2 separate regions of the Sus scrofa genome follow, and region 1 is linked to region 2. A link is a contact called in public Hi-C data. All regions are on one chromosome and are shown on one strand. The core of a region is the stretch at or near the end of the contact, and the rest is flanking DNA. Distances in the headings are between cores, read along the strand shown. Region 1 holds the start of ARPC2 (actin related protein 2/3 complex subunit 2). Region 2 holds the start of ZNF142 (zinc finger protein 142).

Region 1 (4,357 bases), core at 1,112-3,611, 410 kb after region 2:
GTCTCTTTCGAAAGATTTTCAAAGTGCTTTCCAGCAGAACATGCTTTGAGCCCACTTATTTAAAATCACATCTCAAAGGGAAGATGGGCCAGAGTAAAAGCCAAAACCTTGCTGCCCTGTTCCACTATTTGACATTGCCACAACATATACTTTGTTAAAAAAAAAAAAGGCCCAGAAATTCTAACTTATCCCTTCCGGACTTGAGTGACTACTTTATTCCTGCTGAAATGATTAGTAAATCTTTTTAAGCGAACTATTCTAAAAGGGAAAAGAGTTGAAGCTCTATAAGGGGCTACATTTCAGAATCACGAGATATTAAAACACAAGTAGATGTGAATATACTCTTACACTACAAGGCATGCTTCTACTTGAAAATGCACAGGGATATATCTTGTAGATCAGCTTATAACCATCCAGGTCTCATTTTTTGCTAGTTTAAACTTGCGAATTAATTCACTTAAGATCATCTGTGAAAATGCAGAAGTTAATTTAACTTCCTCCTATGTGCTACACTGCTCAAAAAAGTACCCAGCAATCACCCAAAATAAGCCACTAAGCTGATTCGCTCAAACATTTAAAATGCAAAGGAACTGGTAAGCAAAGCTGAAGACAAGAAGCAAGCTAACCTAAAATATAAGTAACTGCAGCCCCTGACAGGAAACAGTAGCTACTGCTCACTGCCTATGTTACTTCAAGGAAAGTTGTTCTTTGTTTTATAGATAAAATCTATGGCTTTATAAAAGAGATTAGAAGACACAATATATTCAATTTAAGCAGTTGGTTAAAAGCATTTTTTTTTTCAAAATGCCTCCAAGCCACAAGTTCGTTTTGTCCACTTAGAATTTCCCCTTCACCAATACTCTCCCATCTGTGACTCTTCAAGCACTTACTCTCCTATTCCTAGTTCCCAGTTCGCCAGAAACAGTTTGCACTTACTTCCTCCACTGTGTAACCAAGATGTGAAGCCCCATCCTCAAGGGATGGGGAAATGAGGCAAAGAGACTGGCCGCAGGCCATCCAAAATTAGGAGCTAAAACCAATTCCTTGGTTCATGTTTTAAATATTGTATCAGACAAGCGAACAACTTGGGGGGAGGTCGTCTTTCTACTGGTTCTGCGTTTGACAGAGACGGCTGCCTTAGAAACATCTCCTAAAGCCCATTTTTAAAAGGGCCAATGGTTAAAAACAGGTTTATCTAAGAACGTTACAGGCTCTGAAGGCATTTCAGTGTGTTATCTGGGCCAGAATTACTACAGAAGAAATCACAGGCCAGGGGTATGATACAAGAACTTAAAAAGATAAACAACCAGATAGAGGATACTGGGTGGAGAAAGGAGAATAGAACCTCAGAGGAGTGATAAGGAAGGGGTGTGGATGGGGGGGGTATTAACTTTGCTTGCGAAATGTGACAAAATAGGCAGTGTCTGTTACAGAAGGGTTCGGTGAAGGAAAACTAGAGAGATCGGGTTTTCCGGCTGCAAGACTGGGCCTGCCTTCAGCTTTCCCTCTGGCTCCTTTAGACGAGGAGGTGGGGGTGGGGAGCGAGAAGGCTGGTGGTGATCTGCGCCTCTTCTGGGTACATCTTCTTCACTCTTCCAGTCCTGGGAATCCCTGAAAACTCCTTCCAACCCAATCCCCAATGGGCTCTCTCCGGGTTCTGAACAATGACGGGAGAATACGGTGGGAAGCGGTCCCCTGCTCGCTCCAGAGGGCAATGGGATCCTCCAGCGAGAGTTCCGGTCCAAGCTACCCTCACGTCCCACAGGTCTCTTTGGCACGCGCACTCCTGTCCACTCACTGCTTCCGCATCCTTCCTCTGAGCCTCTCCCCACGCATCTCTGCCCCTCACCCCGCCGCGCCCAACCACCTCCCATGTCTACCCCGCCGGGGCAGTCCCTGCACCCGGCCAGGTCTCCCACCTCCCTACTCCACGTATGACGGTCTGAACGATTGGCAGGGGTCAACTTTGCCTCCCCCGCCACCCACCGGCCCTAGGCGCGCGCTCACCCGGCGGCCGCGTTCTCGAACTTGAGCGCGAGCGTCTCCTCGATGATGCGGTTGTTCACCTCCAGCAGGATCATGGCGGCGGCTGCCCCGGACAGGGGAAGGAGAAACAAGGGCGGGTGAGGGTGGGTAAGGGAGGAAAGGACGGAGGGAGCGGCCCTGCTGCCCCCTGAGGAGGGGGGCTGGGTGGGGAAGGTTAGGGGAGAAGGGGAAAGGGACCAGGGTGGGGGAAAGGGGAAGACGCGCGTGCTAGCCCGCGCACGCACTGACTGTGGAGACACCCACCCACCCGACCGACCTGGCCCCCGAAGCCTGAACCCGCCTGCCGAGCCGCCGCCGCCGCCGCCGCCGCCGCCGCTGCCGCCTCACCGACAAGCTCGGTCCCCGCCCAGCCCCCGGCTCCAGCCGGCCACTTCCGCTCTCACACCCACTTCCGCTCGCCGCCCGGACGCGCGGCCCCGAGGCCCCGCGGCGCCATTTCCGCTCCGACCCCTCGTGCGCGCGCACGCAGGCGCACCAGGTGAAGGGGCGGAGGCCGCGCGTGCGCACGCGCGATGCCGCGACTCTCCACTTTCCCACAGCCCCGCCCTCGGCCCGCTGTTGAAAGTGTGTCTCCCGGCTAGCTGTCATTCCTCGAGGCCTGCCTCGCGGTCCAGCGCTTGCATCCTGCACTCCCGAAGAGTTTACTTCTACGCACGAGGTCCTGTTATTTCTGACAAGAAGCTCACTGTTTTCATTTCCTAGTCGGCGTCTTTACTCTCACTTTGTGGTCGGTGTGATCCTTCCTCATGCCACACTAATGGCTGTCCAGTGGCACCATCGTGCCTTAATTTGCTCAGCAAATGTTAAGTGGGCTCCTGTTCTGTGCTGGGGATACAGTGACGCCTGAAACAGATGAGGTTCCGCCCTCGTGGAGCTTATAGTCTGGCAAAGGAAACAGACAACAAACTTTCAGATATGTAACTACAAATCGGTTAAAAGAGCAAAGAAGGAAAGGAATGAGACGTCACCAAAGTGAATAAGCCTCCCTGGGTTCCTCTCTTGTCTCCCTTTCTGTGCCTGGAGATGCCTCTAGGTGCCCCAAACGTGATTTTTTTCTGCCTTACCTCCCAGCACCTCTGCCAGAGACATAATTTTTTACTCATCTGTGTGAGGAAAATGAACTCATTTTTGTGTTGCGTCTGCCTGTGTGCCTGGTTTTGTACTTTTCCTTCTCCAGGGAGAATCTAACAAATTTAGCTGAGCTCTTTTTAGGAGTATTGATTTATTTTCTGCTAAGTGTTCTTAAGAAAGTATCAGGGAGGCAAAAATTGACAAAAACTAGCTCTTGTCATCAGGCCCAGACAGCTCTTCAAAATGAATTTATTTACTGGACATGGATAAACTTCAAGACATTGCAAATACCCCCAAATTATTTGCTAACTCTCTTTTTTTCTGTTTAGGGGTGCTCCTGCTTTCTTTTCCAATTCAGAAGACTCAAGTCATATTTTCCATCCACTTAGTAGAGACCTTCTATAGAGCTTCCTTTCTGCTTTCCTTCATTCCTCTTTTTCTTCTTCTTTTTTCTTTCTTTCTTTCTTTTTTTTCTTGATTTTTAGGGCCACACCTGCTGCTTATGGAGGTTCCCAGGCTAGGGGTCCAATCGGAGCTACAGCCGCCCTCCTACGCCATGGGCATAGCAACTCAGGATTCAAGAGCAGTGTCTGTGACCTAGACCACAGCTCATGGCAACATCAGATCTTAACCCACTGAGTGGGGCCAGGGATTGAACCTGCATCCTCATGGATCCTAGTCAGGTTCGTTAACCGCTGAGCCACGAAGGGAACTCCCTCTATTTTTTTAATGGCCACACCTGTGGCAAATTGGAGTTGCAGCTGCCTGCCTGTGCTACAGCCACAACAATGCCAGATCTGAGCCTCATAGGCGACCTATGCTGCACTTGTGGCAACACTGGATCCTTAACCCACTGAGTAAGGCCAGGGATTGAACTCATAGCCTCATGGATGCTAGTTGGGTTCTTAATCTGCTGATCTGCAATGGAAACGCCTATGCTAACGTTTTAACATTGTTTATTGAACGAAATAATGCAGATACATTACTAAAAGTATATGCAGACTACATATACTATAAAGACTTGTAATGGAAGAAGGAGTTCCCTGGCCTACTCTTTAGCGGCAATAGCCTCAACTCTTTTATATGTTCATCCAGATTAGATCCACATATCTAAATAAATGCTTACGCTACTAATTCTTGATTTGTTAATTTTAAAGATTATTTGTTGGCTTCCTATCATGATAGATAAGAACATGACTATCACTTCTGTTCTCCACCTCCACTGTTATGTAACAATTTT
Region 2 (4,898 bases), core at 1,382-3,881:
GTTCCCTCCTGCTCTACCACCACATGAAAACCAGCCTGGCCAAGGAGTTCCCATTGTGGCGCAGCGGAAACAACTCCGACTAGGAACCATGAGGTTGCGGGTTTGATCCCTGGCCTTCCTCAGTGGGTCAAGGATCTGGCGTTGCTGTGAGCTGTGGTATTGGTAACAGACGTGGCTCTGATTCAACCCCTAGCCTGGGAACCTCCATATGGCACGAGAGTAGCGGCTCTAAAAACCAAAACAAAACAAAAAACCAGCGTGGCCAAGACCCTCGCTGCTTCTCACCTCTGTCAGTGTACCACTTGGGGTTATCGATGAATTCCCGGATGTCTCTGACAATTCGGTCAGCCAGACCCTGTTCTAGAACCACAGAATTCAGTGGCCGCCGGCGGCGCGGATAGCCGAAGGGGCGCCATTCAGAGCCCACAGCTGTGTACATCACTGTCTTCCCTTCCTCTTGCTGCAAGGCTAGTTCTCGAGCTGGGAGGGGGGAGATGAGACAAAGACACTAAGTCCTCTTTGCCACACGATTAGGCAGCGCTGTGCCATAACAGCTCCCCCTGGCCCCGTGGGCTCAGATCCTCCTACACCTCCTCTCCAAGCCTCTCTCCCTTTGATGCCAAATACCCCATCCCTGAAACGCCCATTCCCCACCCCCAGAAAGCCCACCCTGGGCCTCCCACACCTTCTTCCAGGATGTTGAAGAAAATCTTTCGGTCAGTGCCCAGAGCCGTGAAGGTAACAGACTCCCAAGGAGTCCCCGTCTGCAGGTCTATCATCTGCATCTCTCGGCTCCGTTCCACCCGGATCCATTTCCCCTGGTACCTGAATGAGAATGGTCAAAAAGAGGCGAGGGAACAGGTCAAACCCACCTCCTCTCCTTCTCCTTTTCCACGCTCAGAGCCCTCCCTGGCTCCCAGCCTTACCAGATAAAGTGGTTTCCAGGGCTAGGGACAAATTCAAACTTAGTGGAGATGCGACCACTCTCGTGCTGAAGGTATGAAGTCTCGACACTGAGGTGCTGAGTGCGGGCACTGTGGCGGGTGAGCCAGCTAAGCAACCAGGCGTAGCTCCTGTCTCGAGCAGGGACTTCCAGTGTGATCATATAATGGCGCCGGAATGCCACCAGGCCCAGCTGGGCGCCCTTCCGGGCCAAGGCCAGGGCTGTGCCCACACCCACCAGCCCAAATCCAGCCCCAAAGTAGGGGTTGTCCTTCAGGGCCAGAACAAAGTCTGAGAAGGGCATCTTGAAAGGAAAACACTGAACCTTACAAGCCCTGAGGCATTTTCAAGACCTGGGGGTGGGGAACAGCAGAGATGGGATGAAGCACAAGATTAGTTTAGCAACTGGACTCTGAAATTCCTCCCCAACCCACCTCACCCCCTGCAGAAGCTGGGAGCAGGAAGGACAGGTCAGCATTACTCTGTGCTTCGATATGCTCCCTTTGCGGGATGGGATTCCAGGCCATGCATCCCATTTTGCCGCTCATTATCCTGTTCGTACCTGTTTCCCACCAGATGTCTCGGTCTGGAGATTCCTTAAACCTGAGAGAACAATATAACTGGCTTCACATCAGGGTAATGGATGGACAGAAATTTGTGGTCCCTGTGACCAGCTAATATAGAAAGGGTCCCGCTAGCCAGAGTTAGTGGGGGACAAAGAAGCTACTCTCTTCGGTCAACCTGTCAGTAACCACCTGCCTTGTTATCATGAGTCATGTCCTTCAAATGCCCTCTCTTTTACATGCTCAACTCCTAATGTCCTGTTTGGCCCCTCATTACCTCCCACCTAAACTGTCTCTTTAAAATTAACTTTAGTTCTTGAAATGGCATCTTAAAGGTCTCCACGTTCTGCTTCACCAAGCTGCAATACAAGGGCCCAGATCTTTCTTCAGAAGGATCTGCTTCAATCCCATTACTTTCCCTACTCCTCCGATAGCTGGCTCTCAACAGGGCCCTGAATTAGGTAAAAACTCCTCTGCCTCCACAACAGGGCACCATCCACCTTTACGGCTTAGCTCCTAATACTCCGTTTAACAAATATGCAAACAATGCCATTCCTCCTTGCCCAAGCAGTTCTCCTGACTCAAAAAGGTTCATTCTAATTTCTTCCTTCCCTCATCTCCAGGTGAAGTCCTACCCATCTGCTACTTCCTCCATGGAGATTTTCCTGAATTCTCCCCAATAAAATGTACCCAGGTCTGATTCTAGACTGTCAGATCCCGAAGGGTAGGAGGTCAAATCGTTTCTAGCACACCTCCCTCGACCCCTGCCACTTGGCTCTGCGCCTGACACGCAGGGCGGTGAATAGACAGCAGTGACCTCGGGTGAGGCTCAGAATAGGATCCAGAATTCCCCCAATTCCTATGCACGGAAGGCCACAAAGCCGTCCTGCCCCCGGTCCTTGTGGACGCCCAGAAGTCCCCTCCGGAACCCCACTACACCCCAGCTCGCGCCGCCAGCAGCGTGGTTTGGAGTAATAGGTCACTCCGCCCCCTTACCGCCATGACTCTCTGGCCCTCCCTCTCGATGGTTTCACCTCCGCGCTCTTGGGGGAAGCGCCTCCAGGCCCCGCCCCCTGAGTTATTTCCCCTACTTCCCGCCACACCCACCAAGAGGGCCAGGCCACTCTGCCCACAACTCTCGATGGTACTCCTGGGGCTTCGCGGCCGAGCGTTGGAGAGCTGAAGGGGGGAAGGATAGAGAGAATCATAGAGTACTCCGCCAGCCGCACAGGAGAAGAGAGAGCGGCCTCCAGTGCCCCAGGTCCTAGAGGCGGCTGGGCCGGAGGCGGTCGCACAAAAGGAGTCCCGGGAGGCCAGCTGCCGGTCAACCATAGAGATGCGGCTCCCGCCCGCCCGGGGCCGGGAGGTAAGCGAGCGAGGGCGGGGCGGGAACTAATCGGGAGAGCAGGCGGAGCGGGCCAGAGGCAAAAGTTTCTCGAGCCCCAGGATGAAGGTGGGCCTGGGCAGTGGGAACGCTCCGGAGAAGTGCTGAAGGGAGCGCGCCGACGAGCGGGACCCCGGGGCATCCCATCAGCCGCCCCAGTGCCTCCGTCGCGTCACTGCTGTGGACCCCGCCTGGTTACTCGCTGCCTCTCCTCAGGACCATAATCTTGATGATGCTCCATCCTAAGCCTTGCAGGTTACAAAACGGCTTTCCCGTTTGCCAGCTCTTGTGACTCCCGCTCCCGCCCAATGATGTGGACGCTGTCATCGCCTCCACTTTACAGATAGGAAAGCTGAGGCCCAGAGAAGCGAAGTGATTGCATCTCCCAAAGACCACGCGGTGAGTCAGAGCCCACAGGCAAGTGGAAACCCGGGTTCCTTGGTCCCCAGGCCGGGTCTCATCCTTTCCTCGGGCCTTCTCTCTGCTCTGATTTGTCATTTCTTTAACTCAGCGCCTCTGCCCCAAAGAAGGTCATTTCTTCTCTTGTGCCCGTCGGTGTCCCACTTCACTCCGCCTTCCAGCGGCAGAAGGGTCTCAGTCGAGACTACCTCCTCCTTGGCTCCCCCTCTAAGGCAAATACACCACCCATGCTGGAAGATTCCTGATATTCAGTAAGTGGAGGTTGTGGTTTCCAGAGAATCCCTTGAGGGCAGAAGTGCACTGCCCCACCAGCTTCTGAATTTGGGTGATCGGGCTTTGAGTTGCAGAATTCTCACCTGTAACCTGGTTTCCTAGCCCTAGGCCCTTGCTCGACCTCCATGACTCAGTTTCATAAAGTGATTACCATCTTATTGTTCTTATTGTCAGTCTTACTGATTACTCATTACTCCGCTTCAACTGATTTTACCCATGTGTAAGAGGACATGCAATTTAGTTGACATTCATTTCTCAGATGGGTCCCAGTGTTCAACATGAGGCCGTAGTCAATGAGCTAGAAATTTCTGCAGGTGTGCTACTTTATACGTAAGGAATCACTGGCTTGGTACTTGGTAGATACCTAGCTTTACTTTGATGCATCCCTGTGTTTACAGTTCATCCATCACTTAGAATCCCCTTATTTGTCTGGATTGCATTAGACTGTTGGTAGCTGAGTTCAGTGAAGTGGTAGTGTCGATTATCTCCACTTAGAAAGCTCCTGGTCTAAGGAGGGAGACTGATAGGTAAACAGCAGTGCGGTGTTTCTGACAGGGCCACATCCAAGATGCCATTACAGCTCCCAGAGAGAGAAGCTTGGGTGAACGATGTTAGGAAGCCGTCGTTGTGGAAGTGACATTTGTTCAGATTCTTAAAGGATAGTTAGGAGTTGGTTATCCAGACAAGCCGTAGAGATGGCAAAGGGGAAAAGGCCCATCAAGCCGGGGGCCAGGGGGTGGCTGGGGAGAGGAATGTGTGAGGATGTGGAAACAAAAGAGAATGTGATGAGTCTGGGAAATGGCAGCTCATTGGTGTGACTGGCTCAGAGATCTGTTGGGGGGAGAGATCGAAGATGAGTCTGATCAGCAGGGACCAGATCCTGAAGGAAGGGCCTTGAGCTAAGGACTAGTGAGCTCATAAGGTACTAAGGGGGAAGGGACCTCTAAGATCCCTTGGCCCCACCCAGTCTTACTGCAGATAAGAAAACCAATATCTGGATTGCTTAATGATTTGACTGAGGTCACTCACCTCCAGAGGTATAACCAAGAGATATCCATTGGCCACAACTTCCTGTCTCTTTCCTGTATTGACCCCATTACCACTTTTACGCTTTTTGTTCCAAACCTTGTCGCAAGAGGAAAACTTCTGTGTTAACTAGATATGGCATGCTGCCATTCTAGGAAATGCGTACTTGGGCAGGCACTGGGCTGTGTACCCACACCAACTGGGGGAAAAGTGAGAGATCTCATTAGATTTTATTTTTCTTCTGGTTGATTTATCAGCACTTAAGAGGCCACAGCACCCAAGTTGGTGGT

The links. Hi-C and Micro-C count contacts between places; a contact is called where the count stands out from the background.
Region 1: a Hi-C map of mesenteric adipose tissue shows a contact between it and region 2, with 1.8 times the contacts expected there. The contact joins the promoter of ARPC2 here to the promoter of ZNF142 in region 2. A contact is called at or near these places in 1 of 47 Hi-C or Micro-C datasets (mesenteric adipose tissue) and 1 of 2 datasets of contacts at active chromatin or transcription factors (alveolar macrophages).

What each region holds. Positions count from the first base shown.
Region 1 is chr15:120,295,126-120,299,482 of Sscrofa11.1, reverse strand. It overlaps ARPC2 (actin related protein 2/3 complex subunit 2), which reads right to left and starts at 2,361. Exons shown (of 11, transcript NM_001190239.1): 1 at 2,303-2,361; 2 at 2,008-2,089. The coding sequence starts at 2,081.
Region 2 is chr15:120,705,476-120,710,373 of Sscrofa11.1, reverse strand. It overlaps ZNF142 (zinc finger protein 142), which reads left to right and starts at 2,631. Exons shown (of 10, transcript XM_021076481.1): 1 at 2,631-2,871; 2 at 3,137-3,288; 3 at 4,866-4,898. It overlaps BCS1L (BCS1-like (S. cerevisiae)), which reads right to left and starts at 2,549. Exons shown (of 9, transcript NM_001243676.1): 1 at 2,502-2,549; 2 at 1,505-1,545; 3 at 927-1,295; 4 at 686-825; 5 at 286-480. The coding sequence starts at 1,246.